3 separate regions of the Mus musculus genome follow, and all the other regions are linked to region 1. Evidence: chromatin contacts called from public HiChIP or PLAC-seq data. All regions are on one chromosome and are shown on one strand. Each heading gives the region's core, a stretch centred on a gene start, on an enhancer-like site or on the middle of the called end of the contact. The rest is flanking DNA. Distances are from core to core; before and after follow the strand shown.

Region 1 (2,767 bases), core at 166-2,665:
CTGAGGCATCTTTGTCCTTTTTTCTTTCTTTCTTTATATCTAAGTACACTGTAGCTGTCTTTAGACACACCAGAAGAGGGTGTCAGATCTCATTACAGATGGTTGTGAACCACCATGTGGTTGCTGGGATTTGAACTCAGGACCTTCGGAAGAGCAGTCCGTGCTCTTAACTCCATCTCTCCAGCCCCACAACCGAGGCATCTTATAAAAGAAAATGTTTAACTGGGCTCATGGTTTCACAAGGTAAGAAGCCATGATGGCAGAGCAAAGGCATGGTACTGGGAGAAGCTGGAAGCTCACATCTGGATCCACAAGCAGGAGACACACACAGAGCACACTGGGAATAATAGTTCAAGTCATTTGAAACCTCAAAGCCCACCACCACTGATACATCTGCTCTGAGGGGGATCCTGCAGGTATCCATGCAGGCAGTGATCTTTGAAGAGATGAGAATGAAAACCCAGTTGAGATTGATTAGACTTCGGGGAGTCTAATGCCAGGCTGCTCATTGTCAGCATATTTAAACGGCAGTACAATTTGGGGGAAAGTTCCCATTCCCGGTGCACAATAAAGCTGAATGTGTGGCTACACAGAGACTCCTTTACAAAGTACATGTGACCATGAAAGTGAGATTTATAGCTAGTAGGCTTAGAAGCTAGCATGATCTCTTGACTCAATAGCATAAAGATCAGCAGGCTACAAAATATTATGGCATGTCTACAAAGTATGGGTTTAACTGGGAGCTAAGGAGGGACAGAGAGTCTGGGGTAGACATTCTTGGTGACTTAGGTGAGATCTGCCTCTAGAGCAAAAGGCGGGTGAGGTCTGCCTCCACAGATACCAAAAAGGTCACCAGGTCCTTAACAAAATCCACTTCCAGACTTCAGGGTGGGAAAACCGGTATCCTGTCTTCTTCACATCACCTAATCCATCTCAAGCAATTCCATCTACTGGGCAGTGCCTCTTCAAACATGTGACCTTTGGAGGCCATTCTCATTCAAAGCACCACATCTTGCTTTTGCAGTTGAGACATGTATCATTAGTTTAAAAAATTTGAACAAAATCTCATTCCTCTTTGATGCTCCCACTGTGGCTGGTCTGTGGATCTTTCAACTTTGTTTGTGTGTGTATGTGTGTGTGTGTGTGTGTGTGTGTCTGTGTGACACACACACACAAAGAGAGAGAGAGAGAGAGAGAGAGAGAGAGAGAGAGAGAGAGAGAGAGAGAGAGAGCGCTTGTATGTATGTGTCAGACTTGTTAAGATTTTGAACAAAGCTTATGCTGTCACAGTGGAAGTCATTTAAAAACTGAAAAATGACACAACTTGACATACCCCATTGGCAATTCCTTGCTAGCCTCATTTATGTAGACTCCAGCTTCCTGTCTCCAGTGGTGTCTTACAGCGGTGAGTCAGTATGTCCTGTGGTGTAGACAGTCTATCCTGTCTAACCTTAGCCCTATCAACTTCTTTGCCTTCTGGAGGAAGTCTTAGGAAGAAGATGAATCTTTCAGAGTTGCTTAGCAGTCTGAGCCCCTTCTGTGGATGGTTCTTGGATCCTGGTTCTGTTACTTCTGTCATCCAGTTCCTGATTTCTGGGATGACCTTCAAGGTCACCTCCACTCTGCCTAGCTGGAAGGAGAGGGTGAGAGAAGTCATGGAAGAGGGCTGCATGCCAGGCTTCTGTGCAGCCAACTTAAAGGAGATCCGAGAGCCTTTGGCACAGACTCTCCTCACCACGGTTCCAGTACCTGGCCATCAAAGCACAAGGGAGCTGGAGACACTGGTTGGGCATCTGCTCCTAGCAGTCTCTCTCCACTTCGGCAAAGGATATGGGTCTTCACTGAGCCCCTAACTGCCTTCTTCTTAGAATCATGATCATCATGCCCTATCTAGTTTAACAGTGGCCTCTTCTTGAGGACATCAATATGTTATATTGCATGGAGATATTAAAGCCCAAGTTACAGTCGTTTAGGAGATTCCAGTGTTGGGATTCAAATTTGGTCAGTCTGATTCTAAAGTCAAGTAATCTCAGTTTTTTATGTCACACAGCTACGGTAAGGTTGGCATGTTTGAGTCACCAGTGACCAAAATGAAACCCAAGGATGTGCACCTGACGTTCCTCTTTGTTTTTCTCAGTTTCTTTTACAACAGCACTAAAGAAAAGGCCCAAGGTTCTAAGTAGTTTTGACAATTGTCACATCATCCTTAGCCACTTCCGTCTCAATTATCTAGAATCCAGCCTAGGTAGCTTCATTTATTTTCAAGATCCAATGACCATTCATTTTAATATAACTCTCTCACACATTTATTTTCAAACCCAAAATGTTATCTCAGCATTAACTGCTGGTTTTAATTCAGTCCTCCATAAGCATTCCCAATCCAACATACCCCCAAAACAAAGGCATTGACCTTATATCCCTGAGACCTATGCCTTCAGGTAGGCTTGCCAACAGCTCACCAGCTTTGATTAGCTTCTCAAGGGGTGGATGCTTGGCTTCTCTCTCCCCCTCCCTCCTCTTTCTTTTTCTCCCCCCCCCCACCAGTACTGGGGTCTGCAGCCAGGGCCTCATGAGTGCTAGACAATGTATTACCACCAAGCTGTATTCCTTCACTCAGACTTTTGTTTTTCCATTGCTGCTAACTTCTTAAAGATGAAGTCCACAGCTACTTTGCATGTTTTCTAGACAGGCCAAATGTCACCACTCTTGCCTATAGGGCCCAGGGACTTTTTTGAGATGGTGATGATCATCCTAAGGAAACGCCCTC
Region 2 (2,767 bases), core at 189-2,688, 230 kb after region 1:
CAATTGATTGATTGGTCAGAGAATGGCTGAATATTTCATGCACTGAGAGAGTTCCCAGTAGTCTCCATCCTTGCCCGGCAGGAGTCCTCAGCTGCCTCCAACCTCCTAAGTGGATTCAGGTTGAGTTTCCTACAATTCTGACTCCTGAAGTGTCAGCTGAAGTGGGTGGAGCCAACACTGGCACTCTTTCTATTCTGTAGAAGCCTGACCATGAACACAGAAGCATTGGTAGTAGCCACTGTGAACTTAAGCCTCAGAAAGACATGCAGAGGACAGAGTCCATACCTAAGTGGCTTGTTGAAAACAAAGGCAGGAAGTGCTCAGACAGCCCGGACCCAGCTCTGACACACTCCATTCTGACATGCAGCATTCTGTGCATGCTGCCAAAAACTCGGCAGGGAGGAGGTGGGCAGAGGCCATGGAGGTTTTGTTGCAGTCTTCCAATATTCTTGGCTATAAAAGTAATGTGACCACACGATTCTTGCTCATTTCGGAGTAAAGCGCTCATAAAAAAAGTAAATTGTGAACATAAAACTGGTAAATTGGAAAATGGCCATCTGTCCTGGGAACACGCTAAAGAGGCAGTTTCCTCTAGCAAGAGACCATGTTGGGCTGCTCTATGCTGCTACAGTACCATGCCTGACCGACACATCGCTTAGGCCCAGCTGGAGAAGGGGTTCCTGAATGGGCATGTGGGAGCCTTAGGAATGAGGCTGGACGTGATCACTGTGATTTGCAGCAAATTATCAATATCCACATGGACTCCTCTCTGTTCAAAATGGGAATAATGATCCTTAATGTCGACAAAGACTGGTGAAGGGTTTTATGACTGGGGAGACAAAACTACAAGGCTGAATTTCATTTGTGATTACCATTGTTGTTATTGGCACCTGTCTTGTCTGTCTTCCTTTCTTCTTCCTTTCTTCCTTTCTTCCTTTCTTCCTTTCTTCCTTTCTTCCTTTCTTCCTTCCTTCCTTCCTTCCTTCCTTCCTTCCTTCCTTCCTTCCTCCTCCTCCTCCTCCTTCCCCTCCTCCTTATGAGGCAGAGTTTCTCTTTGTAGCCCTAGCTGTCCTGGAACTCACTCTGTAGACCAAACTAGTCTCAACCTCAGAAATGCTCTAGACTTTGGCTCAGGTAAGACCCTTGATTCCTTTGGTCCATGACACATGAGCGTACTTGAGCTAAAGACTGTTCAGTGCTCTGTTTTCTCAGGTATCTTAGGAGACAGAGGTGCTAAAAAGAAATTGGTAGATTGGTTCATGAGTCCTTTGGGTCCTCCACTGTGATTTCAGCCAGAGTGAGACAGGGGTCCTGGGTGCAGCTCTCAGTACTTTCATGGGACCTGCAAAGGCAGTGAACCCAAGCTCAGCCCAACTCTCACCAAGAAAGGAAACCTGCTCCCTGAGCCCGGCTTCCCTGAGTACCAGAGAAATGAATGACGGTTCCTTGTGACTCATTCTGAGTCAGACGGGGAAGGAAAACAAGGCCATCAAAGTTCAGCTTTCAAATGTGTAAAGATTTGGCCGTTTGATTTGTGACCAAGCTTGATCTGAAGAAGTAGAAGGGAAACTGTGAATGCTCCCTTCCCTTAGTTTATCTAAGCTCTTCGGGGGTAGGCTGGCTAGAGGCTCTAAGACAGTGGTTGTCAGCCTGTGGGTCAAAATGCCTTTAGCAAATTTCTATTTCCAAAATATTTACATTACAATTCATAACAGTAGCAAATTACAGTCATGAAGTAGCAATGAAAATAATGTTATGATGGGGGCCACAACAGCATGAGGAACTGCATTAAAGGGTCGCAGCACTAGGAAGGTTGAGAGGTGGGGGGGGGAGATCTTCCTGCAGAACCAGATGCTCACAGCCATCCTTAGTCAAGCAACACCTAGCCTGGTCCCACCTCTTTCCAGCAAGCATGATTGTCCTCTTCATCCGAGTGTCTTTGTTGCATTGAATCTTACCTACCCTGGTCTCTTTGGGGAGAACATGCTCTGCTGTACATTTATAGATCTCCTAGGTGTTCACAGGTTAGCATTTCTTCTAGGTTCTGCCCAGCAGTTACCTAGCAACAGCCTGGCTTGCCTTAAAAGGACTGTTTGGCCTCTCTCTCTGACCACCCCCTCCTGCCTCTCTCTGGCATCCCTGCCCACATCTTTCCACTTATTGACAGCCTGCCTCTTCTCTCCTCTCTCCCTTTCTCCTCTGTCTCTTTCTCTGTCTCTGTCTTTCTCTCCCTCCCTCTCTCTTCCTCTTTCTCTCTCTCCTCCTCCTCCTCCTCCTCTTTCTTCTTCCTCTTCCTCTTCCTCTTCCTCTTCCTCTTCCTCTTCCTCTTCCTCTTCTTCTTCTTCTTCTTCTTCTTCTTCTTCTTCTTCTTCTTCTTCTTCTTCTTCTTCTTCTTCTTCTTCTTCTTCCCCTCTCTCTGCCTCTACTCTCTTCTCACCCCCACTCCCTCTTTCTCATGTACCCAAATAAACTTCATCTTATACTAGACTGTCATATAGCTGACACCTCACTCAAATGGGCCCGCTAAGGCATCCCCTCCCACCACATCATAAAGGGTTTTACAAAATACATCACTAGGGACATCATAAAAAGTATCCAAAGCACGTGTCTTGACCAATGGAATTTACACTCTCACAGTGGAAGTCTGAAATCCAGGGGCTAGCAAACCCATGCTCCTTCTGAAGGTTCTGGGGAAAGGTGTGTGGGCCAGATCTTTTACTTCTCCATTGTAATAGCCTCAGATGTTCCTTGTCTCATGGAAAGTCGC
Region 3 (2,767 bases), core at 70-2,569, 140 kb after region 1:
CTGTGCAGACAGGTACACACCTTTATTTTTTGTCATCATCCCCTACGTAATACAGTAAAATAACTATTTTTTATTGGTTATTTTATTTATTTACATTTCAAATGTTGCCCTCCTTCTCCATTTCCCCTCAGCAACCCCCCTATCCCATCCCTCCTCCCCTCTCTATGAAGATGCTCTTCCCCCATTTTCTGCCTCACCATTCTAGCATCCCCCTATGCTGGGGCATCGAGCCTCCATAGGAGCAAACGCCTCCCCTCCCACTGATGCCAGATAAGACCATCCTCTGCTACATATGTAGCTGGAGCCATGGGTCCCTCCGTGTGCTCTCTTTGGTTGGTGGTTTAGTTCCTGGGAGCTTTGAGGTGTCTGGTTGGTTGATATTGTTATTCTTCCTGTGAGGTTGCACATCCCCTTCAGCTTCTTCAGTCCTTACCCTAACTCCTCCATTGGGTTCCCTGGGCTCAGTTCGATGGTTGGCTGTGAGTATCTGCATCTGTTTTTGTCAGATGCTGGCAGAGCCTCTCAGGGGACAGCTGTATGAGGCTCCAGTCAGCAAGCACTTCTTGGCATCAGCAATACTACTGGGGTTTGGTGTCTGCAGGTGGGATGGATCCCTAGGTGGGGCAGTCTCAGAATGGCCTTTCCTTCAGTCTCTGCTCTATTCTTTTTTTTTGTCTCTGCATTTCCTTTAGATAGGAACAATTCTGGGTTAAACTTCTTGACATGGGTGGGTGGACCTATTCTTTAACTGGGGGGGGGGCATACCTATCTACTGGAGATGGTCTCTACAGGTTCTGTCTCCCCAGTATAATAACTATTTACAAAGGATTATTTTGTATTAGGTATTGTGAGTAATCTAGAGATGATTTAAAGTATATGGAGGAAGTGTGTAGGCTCTGTGAAAATGCATGCCATTATATACAAAGGACTAAAACATCTGGGATTTGGGTATCTGTGGGATGTCCTGGAATCAATCTCCCTCCCCCACTTCCACCCTCTATACCAATACCAAGGCACGATTGTATGTCTGCTGGGAACCAGCCTAGTTATAGCAATTCGAGCTGGAGGGATACAGATCTTACAAGCAGTACTAGGATGGTATATTTGGACCTACAGTAAGATGGGTTCTGGAGAGACCTACCGCTGGCCAGTGAGACGGGGGGGGGGGTGTTTAGAGCTCTTTGGGAGAACAGCAAGCCAAGGATCACTCCCAGGGGTGAAAGGCATTCACAGGTGAGGAGATGACCAGACAGCAGAGTCCCCAAGTTCCTCATGTTCGGCAGCTGATTGCCCTGTGAGCAACAGCATATCCACAGGCTGGGGAGGCCCTGTGGAGTCTGTGGCTTCCTGTTCAGTGCAGAGGGCCAGGTGAGAGCAGCACTGGGGAGCTGCAGCTCTGTTACCTGCTGCATCTTGGGCTGCAGTTGCTGGGATATTGAAAAAAAAGGGGAAAAGAGGATTTAATATTTATTAAAGCTTTCGATACTGTCATACTCTGCTCCTCCTGGTCAAGGCTGTGCCCTCACCCCCCGGCTTGCTCTATTTAGGATTGGGATGGTTTGCTACAAATGGGAATTGCAGTAAGAGGTTGACTCCAGCTTGTTTTGAGAAACACTAATAGCAATAACACATGGCCTGCAAGTGTGTAAAGAGAGTTTTCAGTCAAAATGCTAAACGCTAAAGCTAAGGAGATAGCTATGTGTGTCGATTAGTCAGCTCGGCCACATTTGCATGTGGCTTCTAAAAGGAATCCACACCTCTTTGAGTTATTAAACCCAGTCACACTGACATCAGAAATAATGATGAGGATTTCACAGATGTTTGAAAAATGCCAAGAATGTTGTTTGATTTCGTCTTTTCTCCTTACTCCTTTCCTGACTTTTTTTTTTCCTTTTCCTTTCTGAATGTTAACTGCATATAGGTGCTATAGCCACACTTCCAGAAAAGTCACAGGGCTTTGATGCTGCCTTGCTCCCTTGCTAGCCATGGAGCTTGCTATGACACGTGCCCGAGCCCTCTAGCTAGTGTCTGTCAGCACACAGTCTTGGCTCCTGGCTTAGAGAGGACTCATGGTTGAGCCATGGAGAATGGCAGTTCCTACTTGGCGGTGGCAAGGATGTGCTCCAAGGACTGCCAGCTGCTTGACATGTCCATCCAGCCGTAAAGCAAATGCCCGACACTGTCCTTAGTACAAAGCGTTTCCTCTTGCCCCACAAAGTAATCCCAGCTGAGTTCCCTTTTCTGCAGACCCTTTAAATGCGATTGGCAGGGAGAAAGCTACGGCCCTGAGACCATGTCCTTTGCCTTTAATGCTATTATCACGTACATGAGCACTGCCAGCTCCATTTCACTCCATGCCCCATGCTCCTGGCACACTGAGGACTTTAGTGTGATCTGCTGGGCTGAAGTGGCTCTTATGTGGTTGGCAGGATCCTTCCGGCTACTACAAAGGCTGCCAATGCCCCTGGCTGTGGCTTGAGATACCCTTTTGTTCCTAGGTACTTGGCCCGGAAAAACAGTTGTGTTTTCAACGGCTTATCATGTACAATGTGTTCTCATCTCTCTATAACCTGAGAAGTCATGGCGATCTCCCTTGCCTGAAGCTGTCCTTTCTAGTAGTGCCTGTATGGGGCTCACAGGGTGGGGTGGGGGGCACCATCAACAAACAGCTTCAGTGGATGGACAAGTACAGCAATTCTCTGGGCCATTTTAAAGATCCAGTGGGCCTCTGGTGAGGCTCAATGGTGAACTTTCTAGTGTGTGTGAG

Evidence for each region. HiChIP or PLAC-seq counts read pairs in DNA pulled down with a chosen protein or histone mark.
Region 2: a BATF HiChIP or PLAC-seq map of CD8 T cells shows a contact between it and region 1, with 14 read pairs. The contact joins two enhancer-like sites. A contact is called at or near these places in 1 of 15 datasets of contacts at CTCF or cohesin (CD8 T cells), 8 of 484 Hi-C or Micro-C datasets (CD8 T cells, Th1 cells, Th2 cells and 4 more) and 6 of 115 datasets of contacts at active chromatin or transcription factors (CD8 T cells, Th17 cells, regulatory T cells and 2 more).
Region 3: a contact with region 1 is called in an H3K27ac HiChIP or PLAC-seq map of thymic regulatory T cells, with 3 times the contacts expected there. The contact joins two enhancer-like sites. A contact is called at or near these places in 1 of 15 datasets of contacts at CTCF or cohesin (CD8 T cells), 10 of 484 Hi-C or Micro-C datasets (B cells, CD8 T cells, the N1E-115 cell line and 7 more), 12 of 115 datasets of contacts at active chromatin or transcription factors (CD8 T cells, Th17 cells, a colorectal cancer cell line and 7 more) and 1 of 9 other capture datasets (bone marrow-derived macrophages).

What each region holds. Positions count from the first base shown.
Region 1 is chr8:34,755,734-34,758,500 of GRCm38.p6, reverse strand. No RefSeq gene overlaps it. Among named protein-coding and RNA genes, the nearest start is that of Dusp4, 50 kb to the left of the region's middle. Within about 2 kb of position 1,415, at least 27 of the 459 cell types and tissues checked have an H3K27ac peak or open chromatin away from gene starts, as enhancers often do. A contact at or near this core is called in CD8 T cells, Th1 cells, Th17 cells and 6 more, where this site is marked.
Region 2 is chr8:34,528,957-34,531,723 of GRCm38.p6, reverse strand. No RefSeq gene overlaps it. Among named protein-coding and RNA genes, the nearest start is that of Gm33968, 9.9 kb to the right of the region's middle. Within about 2 kb of position 1,438, at least 60 of the 459 cell types and tissues checked have an H3K27ac peak or open chromatin away from gene starts, as enhancers often do. A contact at or near this core is called in CD8 T cells, Th1 cells, Th17 cells and 4 more, where this site is marked.
Region 3 is chr8:34,613,748-34,616,514 of GRCm38.p6, reverse strand. The region is part of intron 2 of B930018H19Rik (RIKEN cDNA B930018H19 gene); the gene reads left to right. The region is part of intron 2 of Gm34096 (a long non-coding RNA gene); the gene reads right to left. Among named protein-coding and RNA genes, the nearest start is that of Gm34096, 8.4 kb to the right of the region's middle. Within about 2 kb of position 1,319, at least 44 of the 459 cell types and tissues checked have an H3K27ac peak or open chromatin away from gene starts, as enhancers often do. A contact at or near this core is called in CD8 T cells, Th17 cells, a colorectal cancer cell line and 2 more, where this site is marked.